Linked DNA regions of Sus scrofa: regions 1 and 2 are each linked to region 3. A link is a contact called in public HiChIP or PLAC-seq and promoter capture Hi-C data. All regions are on one chromosome and are shown on one strand. Each heading gives the region's core, a stretch centred on a gene start, on an enhancer-like site or on the middle of the called end of the contact. The rest is flanking DNA. Distances are from core to core; before and after follow the strand shown.

The links. Promoter capture Hi-C pulls out the DNA fragments that hold promoters and counts their contacts. HiChIP or PLAC-seq counts read pairs in DNA pulled down with a chosen protein or histone mark.
Region 1: a contact with region 3 is called in a promoter capture Hi-C map of liver, with 5 times the contacts expected there. The contact joins the promoter of C1H6orf203 here to the promoter of ATG5 in region 3. A contact is called at or near these places in 1 of 5 promoter capture datasets (liver) and 1 of 2 datasets of contacts at active chromatin or transcription factors (alveolar macrophages).
Region 2: a contact with region 3 is called in an H3K27ac HiChIP or PLAC-seq map of skeletal muscle, with 9 times the contacts expected there. The contact joins the promoter of PREP here to the promoter of ATG5 in region 3. A contact is called at or near these places in 1 of 5 promoter capture datasets (liver) and 2 of 2 datasets of contacts at active chromatin or transcription factors (alveolar macrophages and skeletal muscle).

What each region holds. Positions count from the first base shown.
Region 1 is chr1:73,160,977-73,163,676 of Sscrofa11.1, reverse strand. C1H6orf203 reads right to left here and starts at 1,347. Exons shown (of 4, transcript XM_021090591.1): 1 at 1,243-1,347.
Region 2 is chr1:71,634,779-71,637,478 of Sscrofa11.1, reverse strand. It overlaps PREP (prolyl endopeptidase), which reads left to right and starts at 1,334. Exons shown (of 15, transcript NM_001004050.1): 1 at 1,334-1,570. The coding sequence starts at 1,526.
Region 3 is chr1:72,519,034-72,521,733 of Sscrofa11.1, reverse strand. ATG5 (autophagy protein 5) reads left to right here and starts at 1,369. Exons shown (of 9, transcript XM_021090470.1): 1 at 1,369-1,624. LOC110259431 reads right to left here. Exons shown (of 3, transcript XM_021084599.1): 2 at 910-1,812. The coding sequence ends at 1,160.

The DNA.
Region 1 (2,700 bases), core at 98-2,597, 640 kb before region 3:
GCAATCTGGCCCCTCATCACCTCCTGCCTCTCTTGCTCACACAGCTCCTTCCCAATGATCCTCAAAACAACAGGTACACTTCTGGGGATTCTTTGTTCCAACTTCGAGAGAACACTGTTAGCCCAGCTACCTGTGGATAACTCATCTTCACCTCCATAAAGTCTACTCATTCTAACTCCATTTAACAGGCATCTTGCCCTCCCAATTTCCCCTTACTCTGTTCTACTTTCTCTCACCACAGCACTTACTACCTGCTATCATATTATACACTTTATGGGAGTTTTGTTTTTTGATGTCTCTTCTACTAGAATATAACCTGTTTGCCTGTGTCAATCCCAAGTGCCCAGAACAGTGCTGGGCACGTGGTAAATGCTTCATTAAATACTGTGAAATCAAAGTACACCAGAAGAACCAGTGCACTGGGATGAAGAACAAAGATGGGCCTGGGTTGAAGGGCAAGAGGCTACATCTCCAAGGGGCTTCCAGATCAAAGTGTGGACTTGACCCAGAAAGCATGAGAGTTCTAGAAAGATTTTAAGTAGAGAAGTGATCCCATAGGAGTGCCTTTTAAAAGATTTCTTTGGTGGCAGCGTGAACCTAAAAGGGGATGGATGATCGTGGCAGGAAACCTGAACGAGGTTTCGAGATCTTCAAGACAGATATAAAATCTGTGAAATAAACGAAGGCTGTTTAAAAAAAAAAAAAAAAGTAATGAGTGGAGTGCGAAGGCAACGCTGTCCGTGACCTGCGGGACATGTGGAATCTCTCCACGTTCTTAAGCCTAACTACTCTGTGTGGCGAACCTGATCTAACTGCTTTTAGGTCAACTGCAACTAAAAATCCTGTCTTCTCCTAGAGACCTCGGAGAGTGACGAAATGCTGAGACAAGGTCGGGTTCCCCTTGCTCCCTCCCTACACCCCTCGGGCTGCGCACCTTCCCAGGTCCTCAAGGTCAAGGGAAACAGGACACCAGAGTCCTCGAGCTCACGGTCTGTGTCTGCAGCAAGCAGGTGCTGCCGGGCCCGGGGCAGATCGCCTCTGCCCACCGGGTTCCCACGGACCCTGCAGCCCCCGGAGCGGCCCGACCTGGCCAGGATAGGACGCGAGAGACTCACGCGGAGACCTGACACCGCAGGGAGAGGACAGGAGAACGCCACGCCCGTATTTGCCACGTGCGCGCGGTGAAGCAACAGAAGGGGGCGCGGGCCGGGGGCACTGCACGCCCGGCCGGGGCGCAGTTACCTGCACGTCACCGCCGCTCCTCCCACCCGGTCTCCCACCGAGGCCGAGACCGCCGGCCTCCAGGCCCCTCCCTGGCCTCGCCCCGCCCCTTCCGTCGGCGCCGGCGCAGTGAGAGCGGGCTGGGCGGGGCACTCGGGCGCGGCGTCGGCGGCGCAGCGACCTCTGCTGGAAGACGCGGCCGGGCGGACTGGGCCGGGAGGGCAGCCCCGAGGACAGACACGTCTCTGAGCCGAGCCGGAAGCCTGAGCCTGGTGGTTACACATGGTTGAAGAGAGCTTTATTTTTTTAAATTAGTTGACTTATTTTTCATTTAAGATAGTTGATGTATAACATTATATAAGTTACAGGTGTATAATATAGAGATTTGTAATTTTTAAAGGTGGTACTCCTCAGAGTTATTATAAAATATTTGCTATATTCTCCATATTGAACAATATTATCTTTGTAGCTTATTTTTTGTGCCTCTTAATCCCCTACCCTTAGAATGCCCCGCCCCTTCTCTCTCCCCAAAGGTAGCTACTAGTTTTTTGGCTATAGCTGAGCGTCTGTTTCTTTTTCGTTATATTCACTAGTTGTATTTTTTTAGATTCCACATATAAGTGATAACATCGAGTATTTGTCTTTCTCTGTCCAGCTTCCCGACCAACCCCTCCCCCGCCTCACCAACATTTTTTTGTGGTCTTTTTGCTGATAGCCCTTCTGAGAGGTCTGAGGTGATATCTCACTGTGGTTTTGATTTGCATTTCCCTGATGATTAGCGATGATGAGGATCTTTTCTTGTGCCTGTTTGTATCTTTATTTCCTCTTTTAAAAATTTCTATTCAGTTCTGTCTAATTTTTAATCTGGTTAGTGCTTGGTTTTTGTTTTCGTTTTTGTGTTGTCGAGTTTGGTGAGCTGTTTATGTCAGCTGGATATTAACCCCTTAGCAGTCATCATTTGCAATTTTTTTCTCCCATTTGGTAGGTTGTCTTTTCATTTTGTTGATGGTTTCCTTTGCTGTGAAAAAGCTTTTCAGTTTAATTGGATCCTTTTTGTTTATTTTTGCTTTTAATTTCCTTTGTTTCAGAGAAGGATCCAAAAAATTTTTGCTATGATTTATGTTGAAGAGTGTTCTGCCCATGTTTTCTTCTAGGAATTTTATGGTATCTGGTCTTACATTTAGGGCTTTAATCCATTTTGAGTGTATTTTTGTATGTGGTCTTAGAAAATGTTCTAATTTCATTATTTTACATGTAGTTGTCCAATCTTCCCAGCACCACTCAGTGAAGAGACTTTTTCTCCATTGTATATTCTTGCTTCCTTTGTCATAGATTAGTTGACCATTGGTGCATGGGTTTATTTTTGGCACAAGAGCTTATTTTAATGCTGTGGGCCTTGGATTTTTCTGTGATCACCAACCTCTGTGAACATCTTTGAGTTATAGATATTGTCTCCAGAAAAATGCACACACCCACCAG
Region 2 (2,700 bases), core at 85-2,584, 880 kb after region 3:
CAGCCCTTGGGCCAGGTGACAGGCAAGCAAGGCAAGGAGTGGTGACTGGGCTGCAGAATGCTAAGTCCCTGTGTTTTGTTTTTTTTACAAAGTGGGCATCAATAGTGTGAGCTCTCCCAGAACTGAGGATTCTCAAGTTGCTCAAGAAGGGTGGGTCTGGAAACAACTGTGAAACATGATTATCAAACACCCCAACCTGAACAAAAACACTGACCTACCGGTGAGGCACGGAACTGGGATGATAATAAAAAGGACAGAAGACACAAGGTCACAGTAATTACCTCGGCCACCTGGAATTCAGGACCTGAACGACTTTCTTGTCACACCCCTGCCCTCCTCCCAGGACTTTTAAGAAGCCAGGAGTACAAAACACATTGACACACACTCCAACTATGATAACTGGAGCCATAAAGCTTCTTTTCGATGGTCCAGAAAGCAAGACCAGAACTCCTATCACTAGGCCGACGATGAGTAAATCTAACTATTAAAATTTCATAGGTTTGAGGTCAAGCATCTAATACATGATAAAAGATGCTCAATCAACAAACGCAGGAAAGGGATAAAAGAACCAGTAGGATGAACAAAAGACCCAAGATGATTTCCAGTCTTCCCACCTCTGTCCCCTTTCAACTGGCAAACCTCAGATAAGGGCTCAACCGTCGTCCTACCCACGCCTCATCCCACCTCCACGGTGCGGATGCCCAACTACCCAGCGCCCTCCAGGGGTGCTCAGGAGAGGAGAGATGTGTTTCCTTCCTGGTCCTCATGATCCATTATTCCTTCCTTTCCAAGTCCAGAGCCACAGGCGGTGGAAACTAGGTCATCTCAAGCCCTCCGCTTTCAACGCGGGGGCGAGGCCCCTTCTCAGCCCGGGAATAGGAAGATGGGGGGATCGAGTAAGCAAACCCTGCTGTTCCTTCTGCTCAGGGAGGAGGGCGGGCAGCGAGCTTGGCTGCAGCTAAGCGGCAGCGGGGAGACTCGGAGGGGGCGGGGCGGGAGAGGGAGGGGGCGTGGTGGGCTCGCCGGCGTGACCGCACGTGTGGCGGGCGCTGTGGGCCGGGGGCGGCGTGTTGGGCGTGTCCCCGGCCGGCGTGTGGCCGGCGCCGTGACGGGGTGTCTGGTGCGGTGGCTCGGGCGTGGGTGCGACGCGCGCCAGGCGCAGTGGTCCGTGGGCCCGGGCGGCGCGGGCGCGGGCGCGGCCGGCGTTCCTGCAGAGGGAGCTGTGCGCCCGGCCTGGCGCACGCAAGGCGCCGCCCGCTCCCTCTTGCCGCCGCCGCAGCCTCTGGGCCCGCCCGCCGGGGAGGGGCTCCGGGCCTCGCCGACAGCTGCTTCCTGCTTCCCTCACGTCCTCGCCGCCGCGCCGCCGGTCCGGTCGTGCGAGGCCTGACCGAGAGCCGCCCGCTCGCTGCCGCCGCCACCGCCGCCTGCCCGGCCCCAGCGCATATCTCGCCCCACTGCCCGCCCGGCCCACTAGACATCGCTCCGGAGTCCGCGCCCCCCAGGCCACCCCCGCGCGCCCCCAGCCATGCTGTCCTTCCAGTACCCCGACGTGTACCGCGACGAGACCGCCGTGAGTACCCCAGCGGTGCGCGGCCCTCTCCCCACCACTCGCGGCCCCTCGCCCCCTACGCCCTCCCCTCCCCCTCGGCCTTTGTTTGCGAGACCCGGCGGGGGGCGCTGGGCTCCTCCCGAGCCGCGGGGGCCCTGGTGGCCGTCACCCTCCGTCTGCTGGCTGGCTGAGCCCGTGGTCAGCCCGCAGGGCCGCTTCCTGCAATCCGCGGGGTCAAGGGCAGACGCCCAGGTGGGAATGGGCGTCTTAAGGGAGCGGGAAGACAGAACGTGTCACTGCTTTTTAGCAGAGGAGGCTTTTGCTTCAATATGGTAGGGAGACAAAGTGTTTGTGCATGCAGATTATGTACAATCTTAAAACAAAAGCAAACTTTTTCAACTTACGAAATAAAAACACTTAGAGTTGAAGTTCATTCATTCGATTTTAAAACGTGTGTGGAGCGCTTACCCTGTCCCTGGCCAGGTGCTGGGCTGCGGGTGCTGGGAATGCAGGGCCCGGTAGTGCTGATCCAAGTGTTCCTAAACAGGAGCAGGAGTTAGTTGATGGGGGTGAGAGGAGGTCTTAGAAGGGAGAGAGGATGGCTTTTTTCAGGATGAAGTTTTGCCTATTGCGGGGGTTGCCCACCATTTACCTAAGCTGTCCGTGAGCTCAGGGTCACTGTTGAGATCCCCTGGGTGGAATTCTGGGCAAACACTTTTTTTGTGTGTAAAAATTAGTTTGGCATTTTAGGAACTGGAAAAAATTCAAATGTTGTTGGCCTGATTCTCTTAGGAAAAGGTAAATTCCTCGGATTACTTAAAATAGAATCCGAATAAAAAGATTTTTGCATAATATAGTTCTAATTTTTGTTTTTGTTTGTTTTTCTGCTTGCTTTGGCCCGATTTATGCCAGAAAGTCTGTACATTAAAGCGCATCTCATTTGGGGGTAAAGGGTACCGGGGCTTTAGAGTAAAGGACATATTGTTTTCAATTAAGACTTCCAAGTGGCACTGATGCATTCCTGCTTTCTTTGACCTGTGGCCATCTGGTAACCATGTTTTCTCAGTCTGTTCAGCTGCTTGCTTATTAAATTTACTCTATCAGCCCAAGAAGCTCTATCCCTGTGGTTGAAAGAGTTGTGGCCTTTGTGT
Region 3 (2,700 bases), core at 120-2,619:
AACCTAGAAGATCCTTCTTTTAAAAAGAATCCTATGGCTACTACTAGGATTTCCCTAATCCTCCCAATTATCAGGAACCTATCATGAGTCTCAACACAGTAGTGTTTACTTGGCATGCATGCATTATGTTGAATGGCATGTGTAATTAAGAGAAAAATGTTAAAGACCTGGTGGGACTTTTGGATAGATCCAATTCAAACACTCTAGAAGTGAGTTTATTAATTGCTTGTTATTTTCACCAACAGGAAGACATGGATACGCACAGTTGTATGGATGGAAGGGCTTTAATATTCAGATAATTTAGTCTTCTGTTAAATGTGGCTATTAACCCTTGCTGTGGCTCTGACAACATGGGAAAGATAAAATGAGAAGATAGATATGAAAATGAAACAGGAAAGAAGTGGACAGGGCACAACCTTTAGAAGAATGATGTAGCCCTTGAAGACACAACAAAAACTGATCAGAACCTACTAGGCCCAAGATGGAGGGACATTTGACTTCCAGTAGACCTTGAACCTCATTATATGCTCACTGTCCTATATCAGCATGCTAAATGACACACCCACAGGCACCTTGACAGTTCTGTGGCAGATCATAAAAGGCCAAAAAAGTGGGCAGTAGCCCATTTTCCAGTAGCCCTGGAAATCCCTGCCCTTTCTCCAAAATAGCTGGAATAACTCTCCCACTTGTTAGCCTATGACATCACCTAGCCCATAAAAACTATCCACTCCACATTTTGGGGCCACTCTCTGGCCTTTTAAGGTGCGCCATATCCTGTCTATGGAATGTGTATCTTCCAGGCTGCTCTTGCCTTCTGAGCGGCCCATACTATCAATAAATCTACTTCTTACCTATCACTTTGCCTCTCCCAGAACTCCTTCTGTGCTTAAACACTGAGCTTGAACTTACCAGTAAGTCCTGAGACCAGGTGTGTGGTTTTAAGTAAAACACAGTGGGTTCAAGTCCCACCCTGAGTCTTGACTGGGTCTGAGTCCCAGCCAGTGGGTTCAAGTCCCATTCTGAGGTGGACGGCTTCAAAAATATTCTGAAAACCAACCTTTTACTACTATCACTCTGTGAAGCCAGGAGAGGGATGCCGCGCTCAAGCTCTAGCGAGACGATGTCTCAGCATTTGTAAAACTCTTTGCTCTTAAGCTCTCTAAACACCAACGGCTATGCCAAACGCACAGGACTCTGGAAACTGCAGAAGCTCTGAACTTGCCAGAGGTTTAGCCTCACATTCACGCTCTCCGCTCAGTCTGCGCATGCTCAAGCGCTGCCCTCCTTGCGGGGTTGGGCCCAACTCAGAGGGCGGAGTGGCGGGCCACGTGGGTTTCGTGACGTCATCTCCGGGCGCCGAGAGTGACTGGACTTGCGGTGGGCTTCCCGGCTGCAGGTTGTCTTGGCTGGATACCGGAGGGCGGAAGTGCCGCAGGGCTTGGCTCCGACCTCCGCGCGGGTGCCTCCTGCGGCTGTGCCGGCCCTCGGGGCTACCAGCTGGGGAGCCTCTGCGGGACAGTGTGTCGGGTGCTCTGCGCCGCCGCCCCGCCAGTGCCCGGGACCCGAGCGTCCTCACTAGTGCGGGAAGCCGGAGGAGAAGCCGGAGGAGAAGCCGGCGCTTCTGGTAGGGTATATGTGTGTCTGTCACCCCAGAGTGAGGAAGTGGGTTGGGGAGGTGCCGGGTAGGTGTGGTAAGAAGGAGGGGCGTGTGGCTGGTGAGAGGAGCGCTCCTCAGGGCGGTGGTGGCGCCTGAAGGTGTTCCTCCGAGGGAGATGGCGTTGGCCAGGCGCCGCCCCCGAGCCCTAGTGCAGGCTGTAGGGTGTAGTCTGTGCGGTCTCTTGGGGAATCGGTCTGCTTCTTACTAATGTAGGAAGCCAGGGTCTCATTGCGGGCTCTAGAGTTTTGTTCAGGACCTGCGTTTTTCGTGGGATAGTAATTTAGATCATAGTTATTTTACAGCCCTTGGATTCTATCCGAAATCGATGGGTATTTCTCCTAATTTATCTTCTCAACGGCACTCATTGTCTCATTTTAATAGTAACATTTAGTCCCAGCAAAGCCATTTTCCGTTGGCAAAACACTTTGACATACTTTAATTATACTTTGGATTAGTTTCAAGTCACACCTGAACTTGAGGAACCTAGGGAAACTGGATTGGTTCTAGATTTTTCTGAGGGGTGGGGAGACACAGCCTGTTTTCAGCAAGAATCAGAACCCAGAGACTATTAAGCAGCATTGAAACTTCCAAGGCCTTCCAGAATTTACTTGATAAATTTCAGAGCCTTTGGGAGTATGGGTACTTGAATCTTAACCGAATTATGTTGTGATTTCCATAAAGGGAGTTATTGGTTGAATTTGAAAGTAAAGATGTTGGGCTGAGAGTAGAAGTTGAGGGAAATTATAGAATTTTACACTGAGTTTAAACGTGTGCTTTAATCCTCGAAGTTATGCTGATTAAAATGGGAAAAGTGAACAGAATGGTACTATATGGATATAAATTTTTAGAATAATGTACACATTTCAGGTGTAGGTTTGCTTTATTAATTTAACAGATATCAAGTGCCCGTTATGTTCCAGGCACTGAATAAAAAGTAAACAAAACAATAGACAGTGAACAAGGCAATAAAAATCCCTGCCATCATGAAGTTCACTTTGAGGGTGTGGGGGAGACATTAATATAAAAATTATTTAAGGGAGGAA